Regions from separate parts of the Sus scrofa genome. Here region 2 is linked to region 1. A link is a contact called in public HiChIP or PLAC-seq data. All regions are on one chromosome and are shown on one strand. Each heading gives the region's core, a stretch centred on a gene start, on an enhancer-like site or on the middle of the called end of the contact. The rest is flanking DNA. Distances are from core to core; before and after follow the strand shown.

Evidence for each region. HiChIP or PLAC-seq counts read pairs in DNA pulled down with a chosen protein or histone mark.
Region 2: a contact with region 1 is called in an H3K27ac HiChIP or PLAC-seq map of alveolar macrophages. The contact joins two enhancer-like sites. A contact is called at or near these places in 6 of 47 Hi-C or Micro-C datasets (alveolar macrophages, blood, epiblast stem cells and 3 more) and 1 of 2 datasets of contacts at active chromatin or transcription factors (alveolar macrophages).

Annotation. Positions count from the first base shown.
Region 1 is chr3:22,197,385-22,205,061 of Sscrofa11.1, reverse strand. The region is part of intron 3 of PRKCB (protein kinase C beta type); the gene reads left to right. Among named protein-coding and RNA genes, the nearest start is that of PRKCB, 180 kb to the left of the region's middle. Within about 2 kb of position 4,836, at least 10 of the 83 cell types and tissues checked have an H3K27ac peak or open chromatin away from gene starts, as enhancers often do. A contact at or near this core is called in alveolar macrophages, where this site is marked.
Region 2 is chr3:22,410,408-22,418,084 of Sscrofa11.1, reverse strand. No RefSeq gene overlaps it. Among named protein-coding and RNA genes, the nearest start is that of PRKCB, 31 kb to the right of the region's middle. Within about 2 kb of position 4,809, at least 1 of the 83 cell types and tissues checked has an H3K27ac peak or open chromatin away from gene starts, as enhancers often do. A contact at or near this core is called in alveolar macrophages, where this site is marked.

The DNA.
Region 1 (7,677 bases), core at 3,587-6,086:
AGGCTGAAATAGATTCTCCTATTTTTATACAATACCTTCTGGTACTTTCAATGGTAATTTGGAGGTGAGGGCAGAGTAAAATGTTGAGGCTCAGGTTTCCGGTCCTGCTTATTGATTAAAAATATGGACTCTGGAACTCACCTGCCTGGGTTCAAATCTCGGTTCTGCTACTTCCTAGCTGTGTGACTTTGGATAAGCCACTTAACCTCTCTGGGTCCCAGTGTCTTCATTTTGGAGGTGAGGATGATACTCTCCCTATTTTGCAGGGATGTTGTGTTAAATAAGTGAATTTATGCAAAGAGCTTAAAACAGGGCCTTGCATGTTATGTAAGTGTTTGCTGGATTCAGAATCTTGGACCTGTTTTTGCCTTTGAATTCAGCCTTTAGGTTCTGGCTCTGCTCCTTGATTCTGCATCTCAGTCCTTCTGCAGGCAACTTGCTGTCTTTGATCCTCTTTACGCCTTAACTGTGAATCTTCAAAATTCTACTGAGCACTGATCAATTCTTGGGTCCTCGTCTGTGTGCTCAGACTTTCCCCGCCCTTGTATTCTCTCCATTGCCAACTCCTGTTGTGCCTCCTAAATAATTATAGCCAACATTTACAAGCATACCTTGGCGATATTATGCGTGGGGTTCCAGACCCCTGTAATAATGTGAATATCACATGCATTTTTTGATTTTCCACTGAATATAGAAGTTGTGTTTACACTACAGTCTATTAAATATGCAAAAACATTGTGTCTGAAAGACAAAGTACAGGAGTTCCCTCTCTGGCACAGAGGGTTTAAGGATCCAGCATTGTTTCAATGGTGGCTTGGGTCGCTCTGGAGGCTCAGGTTCCATCCCTAGCCTGATGCAGTGGGTTAAAGATTTGGTGTCGTTGCAGCTGTGGCGTAGGTCCCAGCTGCAGCTCAGAATTGATCTCTGGCCTGGGAACTTCCGTATGCCATGGGTGCGGCCAAAAAACCCCAAACAAAACAAAAAGAAACAATTTAATTCTAAACTATGTTATTGCTAAAAAATGCTAACTATCATGTGAGCCTTCAGCCAGTCATCATCTTTTTTGCTGGTGGAGGGTTTGAAATGTTGCCAGAATTACCGAAATGTGACACAGAGACAGGAAGTGAGCAAATGCTGTTGGAAAAATGCCGCTGATAGACTTGCTTGAAGCACAGTTGCCACAAACCTTCACTTTATAAGAAACTCACTATCTTTGCGGTGCATCAGTATCTTTGCAGTGCAATCAAGTGCAATATAACTGATGTGCGCCTGTGTTAGCCCCAGTCGAGTGCCAAGTGCTCTGTTCTAAGTGGTTTACATAGATTGACTCATTGAGTCCTCACCCCATGAGAAAGGTGCTCTTTTGTTTTCTCTTCTTTTCTTTTTTGGCCGCCCTGTGGTGTATGGAACCCCCAAGCATATGGATTCCCAGGGATCAAATCCAAGCCTCAGTTCTGACCTAAGCGGCAGCTTCGGCAATGCCAGATCCTTAACCCACTGAGCCAGGCTGGGCTGGGGATTGAACCTGTCTCCCAAGGCTCCCAAGATGCTTCTGATCCCATTGAACCACAGTGGAAACTCCTGATAGATGCCTTTTAAAGCTCGTTTCATAGAAGAGGAAACTGAGGCAGAGACGTGTCCTACTTGCCAGATCACATGATGTGTAAGAAGATCTGAACTTGGATTTGACCTTGGTCTAGCTCTAGAGTCTGCTTTTCACCTCCGTGCTACGTACTACCCACTTCTCTCCAACCCCACACAGGACCTAGGCTCCATCCACCCTCTCTGGACCACTAGCCTCTTGTCCTGATTCCTTTCTGTCTCATCAGCCTGTCATTTCCATATTACCCTGGAGTCCTCTGTCCAAAACCCAGATGTGATCTGGTCGTTGTCCTTGCAGAATGCACATCAGGGGCTCCCCATTGTTCTGGAGGCAAAGTCGATGCTCTGATGTGGCTTATAAGCAGGATCCTCATACCTCTTCCTTTGTCAAGCTTGCCCATAAACAGACCTGCTTCATCTGTTGTAGTGGGATCCCAAAGGACTGGCAACCTTTGCCTTGCCTGCCATTCTCACAAGAGGCCCCCTTGGAAGATGAATGATACGGTCACCCAGCTCACAGGCCCTGCATGCCCTGGCCCTGGCTCCCCTCCGGCCTCTTCCTGACCCTCCTTCTTCACCCCCTGAGCTCCCTTCAGTCTCTTGTCCTCCCCAGCAGCCCTCCCACCACTAGGCATTTGCATAGCTCTTCCCTCTGCTGGCTGCTTCTGTCTCTTCTTCCTGCTGAGTTCCCTCGAGTCTCAGTCCTGGTTGCTATTTGAATTATCTGCAGAGCCTGAGAACCCAATACTGGCGCCAGGGCCCATCACACACAGGGAAATCAGAATCTGTGGATGCCAAGCCTCCCCATTGATTTTAATGTGCATCCAGGTTTAAGAAGCTGGTTGAAGAGAAAGACGCATACCACATATCACTTCTTCGTGGAAGCTGAAATATGGCACAAAGGAACCGATCTGCAAAGCAGAAGCACTCACAGACAGGGAGAACAGACTTGTGGTTGCCAAGGGGCACCTTTCCCCCCACAACAGATACAAGTGATCTTTTGTGTTTTAAAAAAGGGACAAAAAGGAATATTAATTCTGGAAGATTTTTAATCAATTCAATACTAAGACAAGAGAGAAAAAAACTTCCACAAAAATTCCTTCACAAAGGTGGTTTTATGTTTGCACAATATTATTACAGCAATTTTAAATGTTAATCTATGGGATAATAATGTCACTACAGCAATCACATAAATACAGTTTTTAAAAATAGCCATGTTATTTTGGTTGAAAGCTAGTCAGTTCATCCTAATGTTAGTTTGACACTTTAAAAATGCACAAGAGGGGTGTTCTCGTCGTGGCGCAGCAGAACGAATCCGACTCGGAACCATAAGGTTGCGGGTTCATTCCCTGGCCTTGCTCAGCGGGTTAAGGATCCGGCATTGCCGTAAGCTGTGGTGTAGGTTGCAGACATGGCTCGGATCCCGTATTGCTGTGACTCTGGTGTAGGCCGGTGGCTACAGCTCCAATTCGACCCCTAGCCTGAGAACCTCCATGTGCCTCAGGAGCGGCCCTAGAAAAGGCAAAAAGACAAAAAAAAAAAAAAAAAAAGAAAGAAAAGAAAACAAAAACCTTGCTTGACTTGTACTCATTCTCTAGGCCACACCTCAAGCATCACCTCCTCAGGGAAGCCCTCCCTGACCTCTCTGACCAGGTCCAGTTCCCCTATTTTGCACTCTTAGAGCCCTGCATACCTCTCCTTGCTGTCACACATCAGAGGGGTCACTTAACATTTATTTATGTGGCAACAGAAAGCCTAGATTCTGGGTCCACGTTACTAGCTGTGTGACCTTAAGCAAGTCACTTAACTTCTCTGTGCCTCAGTTTTCTCCCCTATAAAATGGGGATAATAAAGAAGTTCCCATCATGGCACAGCAGAAACGAATCCGCCTAGGAACCATGAGGTTGCGGGTTCAATCTCTTGCCTTGATCAGTGAGTTAAGAATCTGGCATTGCTGTGAGTTGTGGTGTAGGTCGCAGATGTGGCTCGGATCTGATGCTGCTGTGGTGTAGGCTGGCAGCGGTAGCTCCGATGGGACTCCTAGCCTGGGAACCTCCATATGCCGCGGGTAGGGCCTTAAAAAGCCAAAAAAAAAAGGGGGGGGGATAATAAATCTATGGTACACGGTCAGTGAGGGTCAAATGAGATACTTACATGTAAAGTTCTTAGAACAGTGCCTGGCATATGTTAGCTGTTGCTATAATAATAGCTGTTACTATAATAATAATATATATTATAATTATTATTGTTATCCCCACTGGAATCTAGAAATCCCTGAAGGTGGGGTCGGTGCTGTTGGATGAGTCCCCACCTGTGACAGTGCTTGGCACATGAGAGCTCTTCATAACTGCTGAGCAGAGGGGTATCCCAGTGCTGTTCTTGGTGACAGGGTGGCAGGTCAGCATGCACAGGACTTGACTTCCTCAGTTAGGTTCCTTGTCTCTAGGGACCTAATGGTTTAGGATGCTTGTTTCTGGGGCTGAGCGTTAGGAGTATTAGGATCAGAAGCTACCCTGGCCTGTGGTGCCTGGAGTCCCAGGTGCCAATGGTGGCTGGGTAGGCATTCGCTTCCGCAGCGCCCTGCATGTCCTTCTCCACGAGGGCTTCTCTGCTCTTCTGAAATGCAGGCTTGGGTGTGCTGAGGGCTTCTGTGGCAGAGGAGGCACAGTGCTCAGCCCAGAAATCAAGTTGACAGTGGCTCAGTGGTTAAGGAACTCGACTAGTACCCATGAGGATGCGGGTTCGATCCCTGGTCTCAGCGCTCAGTATGTTCAGGATCCGGTGTTGCCGTGAGCTGTAGTGTAGGTTGCAGATGCGGCTCGGATCCCGCGTGGCTGTGGCTGTGGCTGTGGCTGGCAGCTGTAGCTCTGATTCAACCCTTAGCCTGGGAACTTCCATGTACTGCAGGGGGGCCCTAAAAAGCAAAAAAAAAAAAAAAAGAAAAAGAAAAAAAAGAAAGAAAGAAATCGAGCTGACAGTGTCTTTGCAAGTTGAGTCACCCCCGGTCCTGCTCCTGCTTTGGGGTGACCCACACTCAGCAGGCACATAGAGAAGGGGGGATTGCACCTCCCCGATGGCTGAGAGTGCCCCCACTGGGGGTGGGGTGGGGAAGATGGGTGTGCATATTTTGTGGCTGATGCAGGGTTTATTTATAACGCAAGGGTGTGATCTGTTGCAGTGGGTCTGTTCCCTGAAAGAAAGCTGTTCAGACTGAGCAGTGAATTCACAGGGCGGCCTGCACAGGAAGAGGCGGGGCCGAGCTGCAAACTGCCTGGATGGCAGAGGGTGTTGGAACTTGAAGGCCCCTGGGGAAAACCCAGCTTCACCCTCTCGTTTTCTAAAGGGGGAACTAAGACCAGAGCATGAAAGTGACTTGCCCAAGATCATTTTTTATTTTACGCTAACATTTTTTTTTTAAATTTTTTTGGCTTTTGTCTTTTTGAAGTCTGCACCTGAGGCATATGGAGGTTCCCAGGCTAGGGGTCTAATTGGAGCTGTAGCTGCCAGCCTACATACACTACAGCCACACAATGCAGGATCCAAGCCACTTCTGCGACCTACAGCACAGCTCACGGCAACGGCGGATCCTTAACCCACTGAGCGAGGCCAGGGATCGAACCCGCAACGTCATGGTTCCTAGTCAGATTTGTTAACACTGTGCCATGATGAGAACTCCCGTCTGCTAACATTCTTTTAAATAATTAATTAATTAAAATGGAAGTATAGTTGATTTATAATGTTGTCAGCTTCAGGTGTATAGCACAGTGATGGAGTTATATATAATTTTATTTTTAAAAAACTTTTATAAAAATAATTTTTTTTTGTTGTGGCCATGGCATGGGGAAGTTCCCAAGCCTGGGATTGAATCCACGCCACAGCAGTGACAAAATGCCAGATCCTAAACCATTAGGCTCTGTGTGTGTGTGTGTGTGTGTGTGTGTGTGTGTGTGTGTGTGTGTTGTTTTGCCATTTCTAGGGCCACTCCCGCGGCATATGGAGGCCAGGGGTCCAATCGGAGCTGTAGCCACAGGCCTGCACCACAGCCACAGCAACGCCAGATCCGAGCTGCATCTGCGACCTACACCACAGCTCACGACAACGCTAGATCCTTAACCCACTGAGCAAGGCCAGGGATCGAACCCAAAACCTCATGGTTCCTAGTCGGATTCATTAACCACTGAGCCATGATGGAAACTCCTATTTTTTTTTTTTTTTTTAAGCTAGCTTTGATCAAATGCATACTACCTGCCAGGCATTGCACTAGCACAATATAATCGTGTTTTCATAAATCCTCACAAACCAAGACAGCAGGAATATTTATTTATTTATTGTTTTCCCCACCCACTTACAGAGTGTTTACTCAGTGCCAGGCACCCTTCTGAGCTCTTGACAAATAGTAACTCATTACATTCTTAGAATCCTAGGAGGATTTAGTGCTATTATTACTCTTCCCACTTTTAAAATGAGGGGTGGGAAGCACAAAGAGGTTTCCCCCCAAGTTGTACAGGAAGCCGTTGAGTTTGGGACTCAGTCCAGGCATGCTGGCCTTGTAGAGTGTGCCACCCTGCTGTAGGGTCTCCCCAGTTGACAGGTGAGAGAATCGAGGCTCATATAGTTTAAGGATCTTGCTCAAGGCTGCACGGGAAGTAGCGGGAAGTAACAGAGCTGGGACTGAATGTGGACCATTTACCTTTATTTCATTTTATTTTATTTTTTGTCTTTTTGCCTTTTTATAGGGCTGCTTCCCGTGGCATATGGAGGTTCCCAGGCTAGGGGTCCAATCGGAGCTGTAACCACCGGGCTGTGCCAGAGCCACAGCAATGCAGGATCTGAGCCGCGTCTGTGACTTACACCAGAGCTCACGGCAATGCCGGATCCTTAACCTACTGAGCAAGGCCAGGGATTGAACCCGCAACCTCATGGTTCCTAGTCGGATTTGTTAACCACCGCATCACAAAGGAACTCCCCATTTACCTTTGGAATCTGATTCACTAGCTCTCTACTCAATCCCCTCTCATGGGGCTGGGGTCTCACTGCTGAGGGGTCCTAGCTGGTGAGGCAGTGCTTGGGAGGCAGGCAGGTGGCAGTGGGGTGGCATCCCCTGAGTCTGCCTGGGATGAAGCAGGATGCCATGCAGCTAAATAGTTCCACCAGGGGTGTACAGAGCCCCAGCCAGATGCTCGTGGTCCATGTTATAACCCCCATCCTTCAGCTCTTAGCTCAGACTCCGCTTCTTCAGGGAAGCCTCCCAGACCTGACAGCAGAATCCCTCACTATAAACTCTCTAAGTAGCGTGAGCTTTTCCTCGACAGCAGTTGGCAGGGTACATCTGTGGAGTTCCCATCGTGGCTCAGCAGAAACAAATCTGAGTAGTATCCATGAGAACGCAGGTTCAGTCCCTCAGTGGGTTAGGGATCTGGCATTGCCACAAGCTATGGTGTAGGTCGAATATGCAGCTTGGATCCCACGTGGCTGTGACTGTGGCGTAGGCCAGCAGCTGTAGCTCCCTTTGGACCCCTAGCCTGGGAACCTCCATATGCCGTGGGTGTGGCCCTAAAAAGACAAAAAAAAAAAAAAAAAGAAAAGAAGAAAGTGTATGTTTGCGTTTCTCTATGGTCTTCTCCCTGCTAGGCTGGGAGCCCATGAGGACAGAACCTGTGTTTTATTTTTCTCACCCAGCACCTGACACATGGAAGGCACTTAACTAATATTTGGTGAATAAGTGGATAAATCAATTAGTTGCTGGGAGTTCTCTTGTGGCACAAGGGGTTAAGGATCCAGTGTTGTCACTGCAGCAGCTTGGATTGCTGTTTCTGCTGCAGGTTGGATCCCTGGCCTGGGAACTTCTGCATGCTGTGGGCATGGCCAAAAATAAATAAATTAATTAAAATTAATGAATGAATTCCTTTTTTTTTTTTTTTTTGCTTTTTAGGGCCACACCTGCGGTATATGGAAGTTCCCAAGCTAGGAGTCGCATTGGAGCTGCAGCTGCCAGCCTAGGCCACAGCCACAGCAATGCAGGATCCAAGCCACCTCTGTGACCTACACCACAGCTCGCAGCAACCCTGGATCCTT
Region 2 (7,677 bases), core at 3,560-6,059, 210 kb before region 1:
CCAGATCTGAGCCAGGGACCGAATCCTCATCCTCAAGGATACTAGTCGGGTCTGTTTCCACTCAACCCCAGTGGGAACTCCGACATCAAAGAATTTTAACTTGTCTCCTTCCCTCCTTCCCTCTGTTCATCCCACCAAGTTCCTGAGCATCCCTGACACGTAGAAAGGCTTTCCTTACAGAGAACTGGAAACCCCTTGGTAACTCCCATGTTTTGTTCCCAGCCTCTTCCTTGAGAAAGAAATAGAAGTTTCCAGGAGTTCCCGTCTTGGTGCAGTAGTTAACGAATCTGACTAGGAACCATGAGGTTGCGGGTTTGATCCCCGGCCACGCTCAGTGGGTTAAGGATCTGACGTTGCCGTGAGTTGTGGTGTAAGTCGCAGACACGGCTCGCATCCTGCGTTGCTGTGGCTGTGGCTGTGGCAGGCAGCTACAGCTCTGATTTGACCCCTAGCCTGGGAACCTCCATATGCCGTGGGAGCGGCCCTAGAAAAGGCAAAAAGACAAAAAAAAAAAAAAAAAAAAAGTAGGAAATAGAAGTTTCCAGGGTTGCTTTCTTCTGTCAGAGTCCTTGAAATGTGGCTCATGAGATGGAGCAAGGTTGTGGTAACTATCTCCATCTCATAAGAGCAAGAGTCAATGAGTGCATCGTTTGGGGTACTTTTGCTGTAAACAGCAGACATGGACTCTGGCTAACCTTAGCAAAAAAAAAAAAAAAAAAAAAAAAAAATTAATTAGGTTCTTAAATAGCTGAAGGTAAAACTAAAGGTCAGTCTTTGAGGCCAGGAATGAAGGAGGTTCTAAGAATCTAGGAAGGCAGAACAGAGGTACCTGTGTTGTGTTTCTCTCTTATCTGTCTATCATCTACCTACCTCTACGTTCGTTCTATCTATCTATCTGTCTGTCTGTCTGTCTGTTTGTCTATCTCTCTCATCTAATCTATCTAGCTATCATTTATCATCTATCTATCATCTATCTCTGTGTATTACCTATCATTTATCTCTCTATGTATCTATGTATCTATCTATCTAATCTATCATCTACCTGTCTATCTGTATTATCTGTCTGTCTTTATGTGTTAACTGTCTATCTACCATCTAATCTATCTAGCTATTATTTATCATCTATCTATCATCTATCTCCATGTATCTATGTATCTATCTAATCTATCATCTATCTACCTGTCTCTATGTATTATCTATCTAATCTAATCTATGTAGCTATCATTTATCATCTATCATCTATCTCTATGTATTATCTCTCATCTATCTATCTCCATGGATCTATGTATCTATCTAATCTATCACCTACCTATCTCTATGTTCTATCTATCTATCTATCTATCTATCATCTGTCTAACTTCTGTCTATCTACCTACTTACCTGCCTGTCTAGCTGAAGCCCGCACTCATACACACCATGTTTTAGGATCTTCTTCACAGGTAGCCAGCTCTAAACTTCGCCTTGAAACCTGGCTCTCTATGGAGGTAATTTCTTCTTCCCGTCTCCATTACCGTCCTGAGCAATTTTAGTGTCCTTCCTGATGCCTTTCCCAACTCCCTGTATGACCATTCTTTGATCTTCTCAACCCACATTCTTTGCCTCTATACCCTCGAGGCTATGCCCGGGACTTGGGCATCCATCACAACAGCTCTATTTGAAAGACGGTGAAAGGGACACTTCTACCTACTGATCCCAGCGTCTCCTCCTTCCACCTCTTCCACAGCTCTGTTCCCACTGAACCTACATTTCAATCTCATTTAGTCTACTGTTCCCAGAGTTCCCGTCGTGGTTCAGTGGTTAACGAATCTGACTAGGAACCATGAGGTTGCGGGTTCGATCCCTTACCTTGCTCAGTGGGTTAGGGATCTGGCTTTGCCGTGAGCTGTGGTGTAGGTCACAGATGCAGCTCAGATCCCATGTTGCTGTGGCTCTGGCGTAGGCCGGTGGCTGCAGCTCTGATTCCACCCCTAGCCTGGGAACTGCCATATGGCGCGGGAACGGCCCTGGAAATGGCAAAAAGACAAAAAAACAAAAACAAAAACAAAGTCCACTGTTCCCTCAACCCCTCTTTTTTCTTTTTTTCATAATTATTATTGTTTTAAAATTAAAGTGTGGTTGATTTACAATGTTACGCCAATTTCTGCTGTCTAGCAAATTGACTCAGTCACACAGAAACATACCTTTAAAAAATAATATTCTCTTCCATCATGGTCTATCCCCAGAGATTGGATATAGCACCTTCTGCGATAGAGTAAGACCTTATTGTCCATACATTCCTTTTTTTTTTTTTTTTTTGTCTTTTGTCTTTCTAGGGCCACACCCGAGACATAGGGAGGTTCCCAGGCTAGGGGTCAAATCGGAGCTGCAGCTGCCGGTCTATACCACAGCCATAGCCATGCCAGATCTGAGCCGTTTCTGCAACCTACACCACAGCTCATAGCAATGCCGGATCCTTAACCCACGGAACAAGGCCAGGGATCGAACCTGCCTCCTCATGGATGCTAGTCAGGTTCGTGTCCACTGAGCCATGACAGGAACTCTGGTCCATCCATTCTGACTGTAATAGTTTGCATTTATGAAGCTCACCCCCCCAACCCCTACCCTCCCCCTTCCCCCTTGGCAACCACAAGTCTGTTCTCCATATGCCCTCTTGGCTTCGCCTTTTTGCCCATCTGGGCTATTGCGGTCAGGCAAATGAACACCTCTCAAGCCAATAATCCTGATTCTTCTATACTTCTGCCTTTCTGGTCTTCCATGTTTCTCCATTCCCATCCCCAGGCTTTTCAGCCTGCCTGGAGAGAAAGCATAGCATCATACTCTCTGGCTTCACGAAAAATTCTTAAGTTCCATCTGTTGTGACTAAATGGATATGCCTACTTGGCTGGGTTCCAGGGCTCCCAGCTCTTTTGTCAAGCATCACGCTGGACGAGTCTGGGAGGTGGTGTTTGGATGATATTGACCTTTGAATTCGTAGACAGAGTAAAGCAGATTGCCCTCCCTTCTGAGTGTGCCTCTCCTCTCATCAGTTGACAATCTGACTAGGACCACAAGGCTGATTCAAGAATTTCCATCATGGCTCGGCAGAAAGGAATCTGACTAGCATCCATGAGGACTCAGGTTCGATCCCTGGCCTTGCTCAGTGGGTTAAGGATTTGGCCTTGCCGTGAACTGTGGTGTAGGTCACGGATGCAGCTCGGATGTGGTGTGGCTGTGGCGGTGGTATAGGCCAGCAGCTACAGCTCCAATTCTGTCCCTAACCTGGGAACTACCATATTTAGGTGGGGGCCCTAAAAAGACAAAAACGAACAAACAAAAAACCCAAGGCTGATTGGACTTTTCCTACCTTCGGACTTGGGGTAGCCTTTTCTTGGGGGTAGATCCCTTGGACTAGAATTTATTTATTTATTTTTTTTGTCTTTTGTCTTTTTAGGGCTGCCCTCACGGCATATGGAGGTTCCCAGGCTAGGGGTCTAATAGGAGCTGCAGCTGCCAGCCTACACCACAGCCACAGCAATGCCAAATCCTTAACCCACTGAGCGAGGCCAGGAATCGAACCCGCAACCTCATGGTTCCTTGTCGGATTTGTTAACCACTGCTCCACGATAGGAACTCCTGGACTAGAATTTATATCCTCAGTTCTCCTAGTTCTCAGACATTCAAACTCAGACTAGGGCTGCCCCCTAGGCTCTGCTGGGTCTCCCACTTGCCTTCACCCTTGCAAAATTTGGGACTTTGCATCTTCCATAATCACATGAGCCAATTCCCTGTAATAAATCTCTCTCTAGATGTGTACTTCCTGGGAGCTCTTTTTCCCTGGAGAATGCTAATACAGCATCCTTAGCTTGATCTTTATGCTGGTTCTTTGATGCACACTTTGCTCTCTTTCCATGTCACAAGGCTTTACCGCTTTCCTCAAGCCCCTACCTGAATGCATCTCTCTATTCCCAGATGAGAAATTTACTTCCAGAGAGAGGCCAGGGATCGAACCCGCATCCTCATGGATCCTAGTTGTGTGCATTACCGCCCAGCCACGATGGGAACTCTGATTTTCAATATGTTTTTAGGAGTTCCCTTTATGGCTCAGCGGTAACGAATCCAACTAGTATCCACAAGGATGCAGGTTCAATTCCTGGCCTCGTTCAGTGAGTTAAGGATCTGGTGTTGCTGTGAGCTGTGGTGGAGGTCGCAGATGTGGCTTGGATCCTGTGTTGCTGTGGCTGTTGCGATGTGGGCCAGCAGCTAGAGCTCTGATTTGATTCCTAGCCTGGGAACTTCCATAGGCTGCAGGCTTGCCCTAAAAAGACAGAAGAAAGGAAAACAAAAAGGAAAATTAAATATGTTTTTATTATGAGGTCATTTTTTTCTTGTCTTTTTTTTTTTTTTTTTTTTTGTCTTTTCTAGGGCTGCACCTGCAGCATATGGAGGTTCCCAGGCTAGGGGTCTAATCAGAGCTACAGCTGCTGGCCTACACCACAGCTCATGGCAACGCTGGATCCTTAACCCACTGAGCAAGGCCAGGGATCGAACCTGCAACCTCATGGTTCCTAGTCGGATTCATTAACCCCTAAGCCATGACGGGAACTGCTGTTTTGAGGTAATTGTAGATGGGCATGCAGCGATAAGAAATAATATAGCAAGATCCCATATGCCTTCACTCAGTTTTCTTCAATGGAAACACCTGTAGTAACAGTAGAACAATATCATGTGTAAGCAACTGGCCTATTCAGATGTCCCCAGTGTGACATGCATTTGTGTGTGGGGAGGTGGAGGGGTGGTTTAGGGTCATGTGATTTATCACATATTTCAGTTTTTTGGCCAGCCCCACAGTCAACATAAAAGCACAATTTCATCACTACCAAAATCCCTCGTTCTATCGTTCTACGGCCACAACCATTTCACTTCCTCCTTTTCCTTTGCCCCTGAAAACTGCTGATCTGTTTGCCATTTCTACAAGTTTGCCAGTTCAAGATGTTGTATGAATGGAAAGAGAGTCTGTCGTCTTTGGGATGGGATTTTTTTTTTTCCCTCAGAATAATTTTCCTGAGATCCATTCAAGTTGTTGTATATATCCATCTTTCATCATTATTATTTTTCATTACTTAGTAGTATTCCTATTCCATGATATGGATGTACTGTAGTCTACCCACTTGGCCACATTTGGTCATTTCCAGTCTCAGCTGTTATAAAGGAGCTTACTCTGAGTACCTGTGTACAGGTTTTTGTGTGAACTCAACTTTTTATTTATCCTGGAGTGCATTGTGGTTGAGAATTCACATGGCAAATTTCTATTTCCTTTCTCTTTTTTCCTTTCTTTCTGCCTGTCTGTCTCTCTCTCTTCCTTCCTTCTTCTTCTTCTTTTTTTTTTTTTTTTTTTTTGGTCTTTTTAGGGCCAAACCCAAACCCAGGCTAGGGGGTCTAATCAGAGCTTAACTGCCGGCCTACGCCACAGCCACAGTAACGCAGGACCTGGGCTGTGTATGTGACCTACACCGCAGCTCACGGCAACGCTAGCTTCTTAATCCACAGATTGAGGCCAAGGATGGAACCTGCCTCCTCATGGATACTAGTTGGCTTTGTTACTGCTGGGCCATGACTGGAACTCCACAAATACCTATTTGCTTTTGTCTGCCTATCTTTCTGTCTGTCTGTCTTTCTATCTATCTATCTATCTATCATCTAATCTATCTCTGTCTCTATATTTTATTGCTTTGTTTTTTGTTTTTGTCTTTTTAGGGCCATACGCATGGCATACGGAAGTTTCCAGGCCAGGGGTAGAATCAGAGTTATAGCTACCGGCCTACACCACAGTCAGAGCAATGTCAGATCCCCAACCCACTGAGCAAGATCAGGGATCAAACCCGAGTCCTCATGGATACTAGTTGGGTTTTTAACTGCTGAGCCATGACGGGAACTCCTCTATATTTTATTGTGGTTAAAAAAATGGGAGTTCTTGTCGTGGCGCAGCAGAAATGAATCCAACTAGGTTTTGGGTTCGATCCCTGGCCTCACTCAGTGGGTTAAGGATCTGGCATTGCTGTGAGCTGTGGTGTAGATCGCAGATGTGGCTCGAATCTGTTGCTGTCGCTGTGGTGTAGGCTGGCAGCCACAGCTCCGATTGGACCCCTAGCCTGGCAACCTCCATACACCTCGGCTGTGGCCCTAAAAGAGACAATAAAATAAAATGGTACATAAAACTTACTCTCTTAATGATTTTTCCCCCCTTTTGTCTGCTCCTGAGGCATAGGGAAGTTCCCTGGCCAGGGATCAAACCCATGCCACAGTAGTGACAATACCAGATCCTTAACCTGCTGGACTACCAGGGAACTCCCATCCTACCCATTTTAAAGTGAGCAGTTCAGTTGTGCTAAGTATATTCACATTTTTCATGTGGCAGATCCCCAGAAGTTTTTCATCTTCAAATCCAAAACCATAGCCCTTAAACAACAACTCCACTTTCTCTCTCCATCCAGCTCCTGGGAACTACAATCTACTTTCTATTTCTATGGCTTTAACTACTTCTGAGTACCTCATATGACTGTAGTATTTGTCTTTTGCTGATTGGCTTATCTTTTTTTTTTTGTCTTTTTGCCTTTGCTAGGGCCACTCCCATGGCATATGGAGGTTCCCAGGCTAGGGGTCGAATTGGAGCTGTAGCCCCCGGCCTACGCCAGAGCCACAGCAACGTGGGATCCGAGCCGCGTCTGCAGCCTACACCACAGCTCACAGCAATGCCAGATCCTTCACCCACTGAGCGCAGCCAGGGATTGAACCCGCAACCTCATGATTCCTAGTCGGATTCGTTAACCACTGAGCCACGATGGGAACTGCAGACTGGTTTATCTTACTTACCATTATGCCCTCAAGATTCATCCATGTCGTAGCAGGTGTAAGACGTTCCTTTCTTTGTAAGGCTGAATAATATTCCATTCTATGTGTATACTATGTTTTGTTTATCCGTTCACGCTTTGGTGGACATGTGGGTTGCTTCTACCCCTCCTCGGCTGTTACGAAAACCAGTGATGTGACCACGAGTGTGCAAACACCTTTTGAGTTCCCGCTTTCCCTCGTATTAGATAGCTACATACAAGTGGGATTGCTGGATCATAAAGTCACTCTATTTAAAAATCTTTGGGGATTCTCCATGCTGTTTTCCACAGCAGCTGCCCAAGTGTTTCAGTTTCTTCCCGTTTGCACCAACACTTGTTCTTTTCCTTTTTTTTTTTTTTTAATAGCAGCCACCCCTATGGGTGTGAGCCAATCACTCATTGTGGTTTTGATTTGCATTTTTCTGATGATTAGTGATGTTGAGCGTCTTTTCATATGCCTATGGGCCATTTGTATATCATCTTTGGAGAAATGTCTCTTTAAGTCCTTTTGCCCATGTGTCAACTGGGTTTTAAATTTTTTATTTTATTTTTAACTTTTTATTGGAGTAGAGTGGACGTACTCTGTCGTATCACTTTCAGGTGTGCTGTAAGGTGAATCCATCATAGATATACATATACCCATTCTTTTTTCCCCAAATAGGTTATTACAGACAATTGAGTAGATGTCCCTGTGTTATTCAGGAGGTCCTTGTTGATTGTCTATTTCATATATAGTCGTGTGAATGTATATTAATCCTAAATTCCTAGTTTATCTCTCCCCCCCCCCATGTTTCCCCTTTGGAAACCCTAA